Regions from separate parts of the Hordeum vulgare genome. Here all the other regions are linked to region 2. Evidence: chromatin contacts called from public Hi-C data. All regions are on one chromosome and are shown on one strand. Each heading gives the region's core, a stretch centred on a gene start, on an enhancer-like site or on the middle of the called end of the contact. The rest is flanking DNA. Distances are from core to core; before and after follow the strand shown.

What was found. A called contact is a pair of places that touch in the nucleus more often than the background predicts.
Region 1: a contact with region 2 is called in a Hi-C map of leaf, with 4 times the contacts expected there. The contact joins the enhancer-like site here to the promoter of LOC123399713 in region 2. A contact is called at or near these places in 3 of 6 Hi-C or Micro-C datasets (leaf and seedling) and 1 of 1 datasets of contacts at active chromatin or transcription factors (embryo).
Region 3: a contact with region 2 is called in a Hi-C map of seedling, with 3 times the contacts expected there. The contact joins the enhancer-like site here to the promoter of LOC123399713 in region 2. A contact is called at or near these places in 2 of 6 Hi-C or Micro-C datasets (leaf and seedling).

Annotation. Positions count from the first base shown.
Region 1 is chr5H:348,505,627-348,509,919 of MorexV3_pseudomolecules_assembly, forward strand. No RefSeq gene overlaps it. Among protein-coding and RNA genes, the nearest start is that of TRNAW-CCA, 6.6 kb to the right of the region's middle. Within about 2 kb of position 2,860, at least 2 of the 3 cell types and tissues checked have open chromatin away from gene starts, as enhancers often do. A contact at or near this core is called in leaf, where this site is marked.
Region 2 is chr5H:347,655,293-347,660,107 of MorexV3_pseudomolecules_assembly, forward strand. LOC123399713 (DNA-directed RNA polymerases II, IV and V subunit 3-like) reads left to right here and starts at 1,355. Exons shown (of 3, transcript XM_045094105.1): 1 at 1,355-1,982. The coding sequence starts at 1,486.
Region 3 is chr5H:347,083,044-347,087,659 of MorexV3_pseudomolecules_assembly, forward strand. It overlaps LOC123395545 (sodium/proton antiporter 2), which reads left to right. Exons shown (of 10, transcript XM_045090557.1): 9 at 144-438; 10 at 1,060-1,609. The coding sequence ends at 1,179. Among protein-coding and RNA genes, the nearest start is that of LOC123395545, 11 kb to the left of the region's middle. Within about 2 kb of position 2,473, at least 3 of the 3 cell types and tissues checked have open chromatin away from gene starts, as enhancers often do. A contact at or near this core is called in leaf and seedling, where this site is marked.

The DNA.
Region 1 (4,293 bases), core at 1,610-4,109, 850 kb after region 2:
TCTGCTCCTTCTCTTGTGCTATTGTTGTCGCTCTTCTTCTTCTTCTTCAGATCTTGTATGATCTTTGTTACCTCACATTACATGTGCCCACTCCATCTTTTTGTTCTTTCAGACTTCGTTGTCAAGTGCCTATGTTGGTATCAAAACCGACAGATTTCGGGTAGGGGGTTCCGAACTGTCGATCTTGGATCGATGGGTAATAGGAGACAATGAAGACGATATTAAGATAGGTTCGGGCCCTCTTGATGGAGGTAATACCCTATGTCCTGCTTTGTTTGTATTGATGATGGTGTCTCAAGTACAGAGTTGATCTACCTCAAGATCGTATGAGGTGGTCTAAAACCCTATGAGTAATGATCTTAATCTGACAATGTGTCAAATAACTAAGATAAAAATAGTCCTAGTCGGCTACGTCGGTGGAGAGGAGTCCTTGTCTTGATCACCAAGCCTTGTGGAATATTCCTCGTATATGTCATCGGCGGCCCAAGGACCCCTTAGTCCCGGACCCCCTCAGTAGCCCCCTGAACCGGTCTTCAAGTTGGGGATGCTCCTCGGTTCTTTCGAATAGTTCTTCGTCTTCCATCGTTGGTCTTGGAAACTAGTTCAACAAATTTTCCCATCACTGATCTTGAGGATAACCGAAGGGAATCCTAAGAGTTCTCACGTCGGGTATCCGAGGAGCCCCTTTACGTTCTCGGCCTTTATCATGCCTTGTTATTATTACACTGCACACCATGGGTTTGATGTGTTTTCTCTGTGGCAATCTCCTCTTGCTTTCGAGCTCCAACGCTCGACTTGCATCTGAGGTGTCTTTTTGCAGTCAAACTCCAACGCCGGATTTTCCCTCTATGGAGCCATCCACTTGCATCCGAGCTTTATGTCAGCTTGCTTTCAAGATGCAACGCCGGACTGCATCCGAGCTCCAATGTCGGACTCCTTGTGAGGTGTTGCACCACCTTGGCTGTGGGCTAATTTTTGTGGATTTTTCCAATTGGTGTATTTTATTCTCTAACGAGCTGTATAACCAGTAGGCCTCAAGGTGCGTGTCGGTCTAGATGCATGTAAAGGAAAAAATAAAACCACTAATCCCAGTAGCTCCTGAGACTCATGTCGATTCGTGAAATCGTCCTGAGGATCAATTCCTTGCTCGACAGCATGCTTTAGGAATTAAAATGCGGTGTGCAGTAGCCCCCGAGACTCAGGTTGGGTGCGGCCGATCAACCTAAGGATCGTAATCTCCTTAGAAATGGTATTGCTCTTTGAAATTTACTGCATTGAATCAATTAATGCACTAGCCCCCGAGACCTGGGTTGGGTAATATGGATGACCCTAGAATCGTATCTCCTCGGGAACTAGTTCATGCATTGAGTGTGTTTTGACAATGCCGAGGTGTAGCTCGATAGAGAACATGCCGAATTGTGTGTCGGAAAAGATTTCCCAAAGGAAACTACCATGCTGAACACCTCGAACAAGAGGATGTCTCGCCCCCTGAAAGGAAAAAACATAAAAGTAGGTTAAAGGTGCCATAAGACCGAAAAACCAAAAAACCTTAACAAAAACTTCACGTCTGAACTAAATCAAGTTTCTTAGTGCCCATCTGAAAATTGGTTTGTGCTACCGTCGTGTTTTGACATGACACATCCGATCTCAAGATTTCAACTGGGTCATCCTTGGGCTTCAACCTTCATATCCCAAAGGCAAAGTGTTTCTCCAAGGTCAGTTTAGCGAACTAAACTCGAGCGACTTTAGAAAGGGCCCAGGCTATCTGGCTATTGACTACATACTCAAGTCGGGAAAGGAGGAGTAGAAAAAGACTTTGCAACGACCAAGAAGAAAACACTTATGATAAAATGGCTCATATAAATTTAAGAGCCTACGGTTAACATGGGTAAAGGAAGTGATTTTAAAAAACAATGCTCTTATTAAGTTCTAACAAACAACTTTTTTCTTTAACGGAAATATAATGCTTGGTTGAACCACACAGAAATTACAAAATTAAAAAAAGGTTGAGCATGAAAGCTACTTAGTTGGTTAATGTGCTCGGTGTGACGTGGACCGAGCTTGTTGCAGGTCAAGGTCCTACTCCCCAAGCCACTCCCGAGGTGCCCGAACGAAGAGCTCGGCTTGCTGAAGCGGCAACGTAGCACGGTCGATGTGGCGAGGCGAAGCCCCCGGTCCAGCTAACATGACGAAGGTGGTCGCCTGGTGACACCGAAGACCTCGAAGCAGGTTCATGAAGAGATGCGGAAGCCCCCGGTCTAGTCGAGGTGGCGGAGTAGATCGGTAAGGTGGCGCTAGAGCCCCCATGCGAGTCGACATGTCGAAGTAGGTCGGCGTGGTGGATGTCAATTTGAATAAGCACGGTGCGGCTTGATGAAGCAACGACACGCCCAACCCGTGAAACCAAAATTAGAACATGTCAAACAAAAAATAAGAAAGGAACAAAATAAACAAAAGTGAAGTAAAAAATGGAAAATGAGACAATAACATTTTTTGGAATGGAAACATTTTTAACGGGAAAAATCTGAAACAGTTTGTTAAAAATTTCGGAACATTTTTCTAAAATTCCGAAATATTTTTCAATTTTATCATATTCCGGGACATTATTTCAAATTCTGAAACATTTTTTAAAAATCCCGAACATTTTTGAAACATAAACACAAAAAAAGAAACAAAAACAAAAAAAGAAAAAACGGTCCAGGGAATCTTCTAGAAAGTTCCCAAAACCGGAAAAACCGACAAAGAAACTCGAGAAGGTTCCCAAAATCGAAATCGCTGCAACATGTCAATGGGCCGGTCCACTATGTCGCGCGATCATTAGGTCTATGCAAAAGGTCGACAATTTGAGATAGTGCGTCCAATAGGATATTCCCAACGTTTAAGCAGCGAAATGCTATTCGTCGCATTCTGTAGCACGTAGTCTAAGGCTAGGCACATCCCCGAGACCATATTTGCGTTGGCCCAGTACACTTAGCCACCAGTTTTGAAAACATTCTACGAGGTTCCCTGAACGTTTCTTTTTTGCAAACTTATTTTATCCTTTTCAAAATAGGTTCATGTTTGAAAATTGTTTTTTTATTTGAAAAATGATTTTTCTTTTGAAAATAATGTTCTAAATTTCAAATAGTTGCTTCTTTTAAAACACATTCATAACTTCAGAAAATGTTCGGAATTTTTCAAAAATGTTTCGGCTGACCCGTTAACACTTTTACCGATCCCGGATTTGGGAACCTTCTAGAGGTTTTCAGCCGTTTTTTTCGGTTTTGGTAACTTTTTAGAAGATTTCCTGAACCAGTTTTTCTTTTTTTGTTTGTTTTCTTTTTTGTTTCTTTGTTTTGTTTCTATTTTGAAAATATTCTAGATTTTAAAAAATGTTCCAGAATTTGAAAAAATGTTTCGGAATTTGAAAAATAGTTTGGAATATGAAAAAATGTTTCTGAATTTAAAAAAATGTTCTGGAATTTGAAAAAATGTTCCGGAATTTGAAAAAATGTTACGTAGTTTGAAAAAAATTTCCGGAATTTGAAAAAATGCTCTTGTTTTATAATTTTATTTAAAACTACAAAAATGTTCTGGAATTGCCATTTTTTCCATTTTAGTAAATTTGCTCATGTATCTAAAAAATATTTCGAATTTATAAATTTGTTCACATATCTAAAAAATGTTAATATTTCCAACTTTGTTCACAAATTCAGAAAAAGTTCACGTGTTTTTTTTCGTAAATTTTAAAATATTTTGTTATTTCCATATATGACCCTATTTCCCAAATTTGTTCACATATTCTGAAAATGCTATAGTTTTTATATTTTTCTCACAAATTTATAAAATGTTCCATATTTGCAAAATTAGTTTGTAAATTTTAAAAAAATAGAGTTTTGTAAAAATAATTGCAAAATTTGGGCATGACATTTACTAAAAAGTGAACATATGGAGCGCTTGAAATTTGCTAGAACGGAAATGAATCAACATTCCGGCAAAACATGGTCCACTTGAATATAGCAACAATGAACAAGTACAAAAGATGGGGTAAAACACATAATATTATGAACAACCTCTCATGCCTAACCATATTGCAAAATTCCCCCCAAACATTCTTACATGCCCTAGGTCAGCAACCACCCCATCTTCACTAAGTCTCTTAACCCCTAGATGAATTGGTAGATCCTCATACCAAAATTACTGATAAACACTACTACTATCTCCTATCCACATATATTACTTTAGATGGATTGAATAACCTTTGAACAAACTTTATGTGAAAATGTTGCGTCCACGGTAAACAGGGGCGTCCAT
Region 2 (4,815 bases), core at 105-2,604:
GTTTTGCCATAAACACCTGTGTATAAAAAATACAGATCTCTTTCCATTATTTCGTGTTTGACTGGTAGTCTTATAGCCGCCGGTAAAATACACCCATAAAAGTAATATGTCTGTATCTAATTACACCGCATCCAAGCGCAGCCTAAGATGGTAGTCATCGACGCACACAACATTATCTCCGCAATATGCCAATGAAACTAGTTTTATACTTCCTCTGTCCCAAAATAAGTGTTTCAATCTTATTATAATTTTGTACTAGAGTTAGTATAAAGTTAAGACACTTAGTTTCTCTTCGTGCGATAGTTGCAAACATTTGTGCTAGTTGTTCGTTCTGAAAAAAAGCGATTGACTAGGCTGCTTAAACTCCCGTCTGGGCCGACTGCCTTTGATGTTTGAAATTCAAAAAGTTTTATCTACAAAACCGTTAATTCAATCGATGATCCGTTTTCACCATTGACTTTTTCAAAACTAGATCCCACGTCGACATGTTCTCTTAACTATTTTTTCCGGTTCAGACTTGCCATATTTTTTGACCCACTTGTCATATTATTAACCACTTACTTGTCTCAGAAAAATAACTTGATTGACACTTTTTAATGTTGTTTCGTACAAAGCCCTGTAGCAGGTTTTTTATTATGCATGATATAAAAAAGCATGTAATAGGTTGTGTTTGCCAATTTAAATATGCCAACTTGTCGTATTTACATACATCTTTGTCAGAAAACTATTTTGTGTGCTTGTTAGTTTAACTATGTCGAGTTGTCATATTTACAAACGACGATAAAAAAGATTTATTGTGATCATCGGTTTTAAATATGTTGAGTTGTCATATTTTCACACGTAATCGCCTATAAAAAGTTGTTTGTGTTTGCTAGTTTGATTATGTCGAAATGTCATATTTATATGTAATTTCTAAAAAATATGACGATTAAGTTATTTTTTATCAGACAAATAAGTACTTATTAATATGACAAGTAACTGCAACAAATGTGGTAAGTACGAGTAAAAAAAAGTTATCGATTAAGTTGTTTTAAAGATTTCGTCGAAACAAAGTCAACACGAAAACGGATCATCGATCGAATTAATGATTTAAGAGATAATTTTTTTGAATTCCAATCATTTAGAGATGAATCATTGCATGCTGCATGACCAAGAGAACACAACCGATCGTTTCCGCGGCCGGCGCACGGTAATAACGAGACGCGGCACTGTTAGTTAGTTTTTTTTTTAAGAAAAACCAACAACTGTGTTCTACATCCGCTTTCCTCGAGAGTGATCCAGCCGTCCAGTCTCATGGGGAATAAATGGACGGCACGAATCTTAACTTGACCACCGAACGGGGTGGAAGCGAAATCAAGGCAAAGGCGGACAAAAGCCCCGTCCTCCACTCTCCTCCTCAGTTTGCTCCGTTTCCCCCAAATCCGCCGCCCGACCCAACAAAACCCTTGCGGCGGCGACCCACCCCATCTCCGGCGGCCAGGCGGAATGGAGCGCTCTGCGGCGGGCGCCTCGTACCAGCGCTTCCCGCGCGTGCGGATCCGCGAGCTCAAGGACGAGTACGCCAAGTTCGAGCTCAAGGACACCGACGCGAGCATGGCCAACGCCCTCCGTCGCGTCATGATCGCCGAGGTCCCCACCGTCGCCATCGACCTCGTCGAGATCGAGAGCAACTCCTCCGTCCTCAACGACGAGTTCCTCGCGCACCGCCTCGGCCTCATCCCGCTCACCTCCTCCGGCGCCATGTCCATGCGCTTCTCCCGCGACTGCGACGCCTGTGACGGGGACGGCTCCTGCGAGCACTGCTCCGTCGAGTTCCACCTCGCTGCCCGCGCCACCGACTCCGGCCAGACGCTCGAGGTCACCTCCACCAAGGACCTCCGCTCCACCGACCCCAAGGTCTGCCCTGTCGACCAGCAAAGGGAATACCAGCAGGCCCTCGGCAATGTCGACGCCTACGAGCCCGATGCTGCCGGTGACCACAGGCAAGTCAGCGCTCTCCATTTCGCCACCATTGTGTTAATATTTATTCTTTATCTCTTAAATCCCCAAGTATTGATGAAATGATGACCTCTGCCTCATCTACAGAACCCAACTAACCCTAGTTAGTCATTCTACTAGTAGCTTATCTGTTTGATGAATTCCTAATTTACCTATCTGGCTCTATTTCTATCTAGTTTGTTGTGTTTTTGTTTTGTTTGTCATACTATTTATTCTGCTTTGTACCAAATGGTTTATGTGTCCCTAACTATTTGTCTTGCCTCTAAATGCGTTTTTCCTTTCTTTGGAAGGTACTGTAGATGTGTAAAAATGTAATCCTGTGACTGCACTACTTGAACTACCTCATGCTCGTCACCGTATCTGTAGATGCTTTAATTCGATGGTTAATTTGTATCAAAAGGTCACAATTACATTTTCATGGCCTTGTCCCTGCGCTCATTCTTGTATTTTAAATCAGCATTCTGTTACTAGGAGTCTAGCAGTGCATGTAATTCAATCATGCTCAACCAGGTCTCAATTTCAGATTAAAGCTCTATGTGTGCTACAATTGCTTATAGGTTAATTTAGTCGGAGGCCAAGGCACCAGCATTTTACTCTATCTATGCCAAAATGCTAGTTGTCCTCACTCACACCACCTTATGCTTTCACTACCTTAACATTGCAATGACTCAAGTGAAACTATATTAGCATCGTTGTACAGCATCTTCAAGTGAGATCAGCATTAATACGAAGGCATGGATTTCTTTAGCCAAAGCAATCTTGTATTGTTGATTCCAATGAACAACTCATTTTGTATCCTTCTACTATATCTGAACTAAACCAGCATTTCCTAGTAATAAATAATAACGTTGCAATCTCTGAATTCTGAAGATGGTATATTCTTGCTAACATTGAAATTTGGAAATTTGTCATACTAATCCAGTAGTGTGGAAGTATTGATAATGTCATGTAGTCTAACATTTGAATAGATCATTTATGTAGAGAGTTCAATAACTTTATTGGTTGTGTAAGCCTCTTCGATCACTTTGTTAGTTAGACATTTAGTACACATGGTTGTTCTGTTAAATCACATTCTGTATTTTTGTCGAAATCACTGAGAAGATATAAATATACTGCAACATCAGGTTCTCTATCTTTCATGGTATGTAGTTCAGGAAGCATAAAATACGTTGACCTCTTGTTTCGATTGTAATGTTCAGTGCTTTTGTTAAAACCTCCAAAAATTCGTGTCCAGTGAAACTTATAAATTATTTATCCTTGTTGGATTTGCACATTCGATGCTTGTCTAGACACCTTTCTGGGTTATGTACATACGACATGGTCGTTATTGTGCATCCTTTGCCCAGAGAAATTATTTACTTTAGACCTTGATACCACTTTTAGAAAAAGAAGGGAGCAACATGAGGTTGTAAAAGAGAGATAGAAAAGAAGCTACCATGCAATTTCCTTTTACTTCTTAATAACGTAAACAAACGAGCTTGATGGCTACACAGTAAAGCCTAAGTTGTACGCACCTTTTGCCATGCTGTTATATTATAACTCGTACCCTAGTGTTCATCACCTCATTGTTCTACGGTGTTCATCCATATACCGTAAGTTTATCTGCCTGTAATCTGCTCAATTTTCCATTTTCCATCGTACAGATTGTAATGCTTATGTTGGGAGTACCACTCTATATGTCACATGTATCTTTCCTTCTCTTCTACAATAAGTTAACCAATTCATTTTCCTTTGTAAGCAGTTAGTTAAAGAAAAGAAAGATGCCTCTTTTGTACATTCTTCTTTTCCCTCTTCTTTCATTCCATCATAATGGGGCGTTATGAAGGCAAGTACTGACCATTTGGTTATTAGTTGATCTTGCATGTCACTAATCTTATGTGGGACAACACTACAAATGACTCAATTTTCCATATCCCATGCAGCTTGTAATAATACTTTATGTTGGGAAACACTACTGTGTATGTCACATGTATCGCTCCTTAATAAGTTGACCAAATCATTTTCCTTTGTAAGCAGTTTTAAAGAAAATAAAGAGGCTTTTTTTGGGTACAAACTTCTTTGCCCTTTTCTGTCATTCCATCATAATGGAGCGTTATGAATGGAAGTAAAACTGAGCATTTGGTTATTAGTTGATCTTCATGCTAATTATACACACTAATGTTATGTGGAGACAGCACCACATATGTGTATACCAGGCTTACCGTCAGTGGCATCTTTAGGAGGCAGATAAGACTTTGTACCCCTTAATGGTTTGATTGAATAACCTCTAGGTCGGATGCACATTTAACTCTTTGATTATGACATTTGGCTATATCTATCTGACACTGATCTAAGACTAGTGCCGTACTTGGGGATCTTCTTGAAATGAAACAGATGCCCAACTTCTCAGAAGGCAAAGGAATGCCTTATGTCAGATTTATTTCCTTTATTGCCTAGGCCTTGGCTTATCAGAACTGATAGGATAATTCCTTGGGCTTATCAGAACTGATAGGATAAAGATCGAGACCTCACAAACAACAACGTTCCTTCCCCATCAAACCCCAATTACTAACCACCTTCCATTGAGAGTAGACTAGACAGGCGGATGATGGGGATGGCGGCAGCGGCGGCTAGCACAGGGGAGAGGAAGGGGCCGAAGGAGCCGGAACCTTCCTTCAAGAAATCGATGGAAGTGGGTCCTCCCCTACAACTCAGCAAATCTTCCTTCTTTTCTGTTCTGCACTGTACCTGCAAGGAGTTCAAGGGGAAATTATTAATCCTATCGAGACCGGTTAATGCTAGAACTATAAATAAGGGGATCAAGATCTCCTATGTGCT
Region 3 (4,616 bases), core at 1,223-3,722, 570 kb before region 2:
AACACCTCTAACTCAGATTGTTTGTATGCTTGCAAATTTTGTTACCCTGTTATGGCGTGTGCTCTACTTATTACTGTCTATTCCATTCCCACTTAGATGGTCGTAATTTTCTGATAGTTGGATTTGTTCTTTCCTTGCACTAGCTTGGAAGCTGCAGGGATTTTGAGGCAGTTGGCGAACTATCTTGATGCCAATATTCCAAACGCTGACCTCATTGCAAGTATCATTGGTGTAGCATCAGCAATTATAGACAATGTTCCACTTGTTGCTGCAACCATGGGGATGTATGACCTGACTTCATTTCCTCAAGATTCAGATTTCTGGCAGCTTGTTGCGTTCTGTGCTGGTACGGGTGGTTCGATGCTTATCATCGGCTCTGCAGCAGGAGTGGCTTTTATGGGAATGGAAAAGGTGGATTTCTTTTGGTACCTTCGCAAGGTGAACTTCTTTCTCATCCAGCTCTTAAAAAGGAGATGTGAAACAGCATAATAAAAATTAACAGCACAATCTGTTACAAAAAAAGAAACCTCATTATATCATGTTAGCAGGTATATTAAGTGCATTTTCTGATATTCGCTGCCAAACTTCTGAATACAGCCCATATTTCTGATATTGTTTCTTTGAGTAGTTTTTGGTAGAGTTGAGATCAGAACTCCAATTTCTGACTGCAGCTTAGCTTAGATGCTTTGCTTTGGTATTGCATTTTAAGAAGAAAAAAAACGTTTCCGGTTCTTGAAATGTATTGTTGTTAGTTAAAGTGAGTAAAACTGTGCTTGTTTTAGTTCCTTAGAGATCTACTCCCTCCGTTTCAAAATAAGTGACTCAAAAATGACTCAACTTTATACTAATTTTAGTACAAAGTTGAGTCACTTTTGAGTCACTTATTTTGGGACGGAGGGAGTATGTTTTAAACCAAAGTTCAGCCTGCCTGTTTACAACATACTTGAGCGAACAATGTGTGCCCTTTTTCATTGTCCTGGATGTGTGTCCACATTGCAATTGTCTATGCATCAGTGAGCTAGAATTGGTTGTTGACACGTACTGTACTTGTGCTTGCAGGTGAGCGGTTTCGCGCTTGCAGGTTATGTAGCCGGTATCATCACCTACCTAGCTGGTCAAAACATCCCTCTATCTCTTCCCACTTCACTGGCGGAGATCCCGTTTATCACGGGTTCATAAATGGTTGGCCACGGTGGTCCTGTACTGTAAGAAGGTGTTACTGAAGGTCGAGAAGAACACGCGAGCACACTGGCAGCAAAGAAACGAGTTTTAGAACCTGGTCACTTGGCTCATGATATATACGGGTTGAAATAAGCGAGTCGTGCCCTGATGGCCCCTTTGACATTTTGTGTAGTGGTACTGAAAGGCTCGGTGTGGTGCCGATGCAGGTCAAATGTGGTAGGCTAGAGCAGAATGGTTATGTAAATTAAGCTGGTAACTGGTCTCCAAAAAAAAAAAAAAAAAAAACTGGCAGTTGTCCCTGTCAAGAGGGAACAAAGACATGTACGTACTCTGAACTCGTATGACCAGTTTTGAGCTGTCTTGCCTGTTGTAACCATCGGCTTTTGTGGTGATGTTTATTGGGAAGAATGAAGCGAAGTGATGTGTACGTATTTGTTTGAAAAGTAAAAGTAAAAATTGTCCGGGGATCCTGAAATCCTAACACTCGATCCTGAAGTCCTACATATGTTGTATGTGTCCGTGGTGTGTTATCCCACTTGAGAAGAGCATTTGTAAATCCCTTTCACAATTGTTGAAGAGGTGGCTTATATGGTTCTGTACTTGTGTTCTGTTTGAGTCAAGTCAAATGTTATGAATCTTGTATGCGTCTGTGTGTGGGGTGTGTAGAGCATAATAGGAGCACATATTACTGCCAGGAGGCAGAACTAGGATCCGCTGTGTCTGATCTGGCTATCAAGTGCCCATATGACCAAAATGCAAGCAGAGATGTACTCTAGTACTTGGGACCGACCATCCTAGTCCTATCCTCTGTGCTGCTATATTATCAGCAACGAGCAACGTACGTACGTACTCCTATGTACTCGTAGTATGTATCCAAGGAAGGAAATCCAAGTGCCTGCAACATAGGCAGGAGTGTCAACTCACATGCGGAACAGGAATGCAGAGGCAGGATGAAGACACCACAAGATACCGCTCAGCTCTCGCATGTGACGCTGGAGGAGAGCATATGCAGCTTTGCACTGTCTAGCCAGGTAGCCGCTCTTGGTTGCATCTTTGCCCTTGAGACACATGATTCTCTCTCTTTTTTTAGCATTTGCGAGATGTGATCTTCTCTATAATGTGAGTAGTATCTTATGGTTTGATGATTAGGAAGGCGTGGAAGTGGAACCACCAAACGGTAACAACAATTTCGTTCTTTTATCAAGGGAGGAAGGAGGACAAAGGTAAGAGCCAGGGCATATATATGGGCACGCATGCATGTGCGCCCGTCCTACGTGCTCCGGGTAGAGCCAAAGAGAGAAAGATTCCTGTGGGCGTGGCCATATGTGGTACTCAGTATGTGCGTTGTACGTGTGCCCCTTTTCTCAGTAAACTCGTGACTCACTTGTCCCTCTCACGGATCCCCTCTCTCTCTATCTGCACACATTTTATGCACCAAGAAAGGTGTTCTACTTCCCAGCTGGAATGCTGCCACACTGTCTCAGCCTCTCAGTCGATTGCAGCCAAAAACCGTCTCGTCTAATACTACTACCAAGCTGCTATTAGGCCAACTCCAACATTAGGGATAAGCGGACGTAAAACCCGGCCTAACTCCCGTGAGCAAACGGACATTTATCCTTTTTTCATTTGTTTTCATCGCATCCTCGGTCCTAATTTGGGTTATATTTGCATCAAAGCGGATACACACGGACGGGTGGCGACGCGTGCCCTTATTCTCCATTGGCCTGCCCGTCGGAGACACAAACCTCTTTTCTCTTCCCCCGCCCCTTCCTCCCTCCGCCTGTCAATGCCGTCGCCGATGGACCTACCCGTTTTCTCCGTACGTCTTCCTCACTAAAACTTACCAGACCGCCCACACCACGACCACCCAATGCCATAGCCCGCCTCCACGCAAGCGGTGTTCGTGGCTCTTCCAATGGGGAGAGAAGCAACGACCGGCGACGATGGGCAGCGACCTCATCACCTTGTGACAGGCGTTGCATAGCTGCAGGGCAACGAATGCCAACGCCATCCTTGTTGTCTGCTTGCGAGGGGCACACCTACTGCAACCGCCCACGAATGCAAGCCGTGCCCACCACCACGACTGCAAGGTGTTTGACACTTTGCTCGCCAGGTATCATGGACAATGGAGATGAGTACTTTTTTCATAATTTTATTTGTTCATCGGATGATTCATCCTCGGATGGCGAAGACATTCTGGTGTCTGCATTGGTCGTCAATGATCACATTGCCAGACATCGGCCTCAGTTTAGGGGTTCAGTCCCGGGTCATGCTCCGGCCTTGAACCGCAATAGGGAGAGCGGCCATGCCATGCTCTACGCCAATTACTTTGAGAATGGCCCACTCTACAAACCACATCAATTCCGTTGTTAAATCAGTATGGCGAGGCATGTGTTCAACCGTATTGGGGGGGGGTCGTAGCATATTACCCATACTTTGAGTGCAAACGGGATGCCGTTGGCAAGCTTGGGTTCTCCTCTTACCATAAATGCACCGCGGCTATCCGCATGCTTGTATGGAATTCCAGGTGATCTTGTGGACGCATACGTGAGTATGAGAAAGTACACACACCTTCTGTCAATGTACAATTTCTGCAAGGCTATGGTGGCAGTATTTGACCCTGAGTACTTGAGACAACCAAATGCCGCTGATACAGAGAGGTTGTTGGCGATCAATGCCGAGAGGGGCCGACCGGGCATGCTTGGTAGTATAGACTGCATGCCTTAGAAGTGGAAGAACTCTCCATTTGCTTGGCAGTGGCAGTACAAGGGCCATGTGAAAGGTGCCACTGTCATACTGGAAGCGGTGGCTTCTCAAGATCTTTGGATCATGCATTCTTTCTTCGGCATGGCTGGTTCTAACAATGATATCATCGTGCTTCAGCATTCACTAGTGTTCGCAAGGCTTGCAGAAGGCCGTTCTCTAGATGTCAACTTTGAGATCAATGGCCATTAGTACAACAAAGGGTACTACCTAGCTAATGGTATCTAACCTCAGTGGTCAACTTTTGTGAAGACAATACCCAAACCACAAGGAGAGAAGAGATAGAGATTTCCCCAAATGCAAGAGAGTGCTAGGAGGGTTGTGGAGCGTGATTTTGGTGTGCTCCAGTCATGACGGGGCATCGTCCAAAACCCTGCACTGACATGGAGCACCGAGAAACTTTGGGAGGTGATGACTGCTTGTGTGATCATGCACAATATGATCGCGAAGGATGAGCATCATGACAAAATCTACGACCAACAACTTGATTTTCAAGGTGAAAATGTTGAGCCTCTACACCAAGAACCGGTAACCTTTGAACAATTTACCCAATTTCATCGTGAAATGCGTGATTGACATACTCATATGCAGCTCCAGGATGACTTGGTTGAGCACAGGTGGACTCATATTAGCAACCGGTAGATGTATCAGTTCATTTGGTTTCCATATAT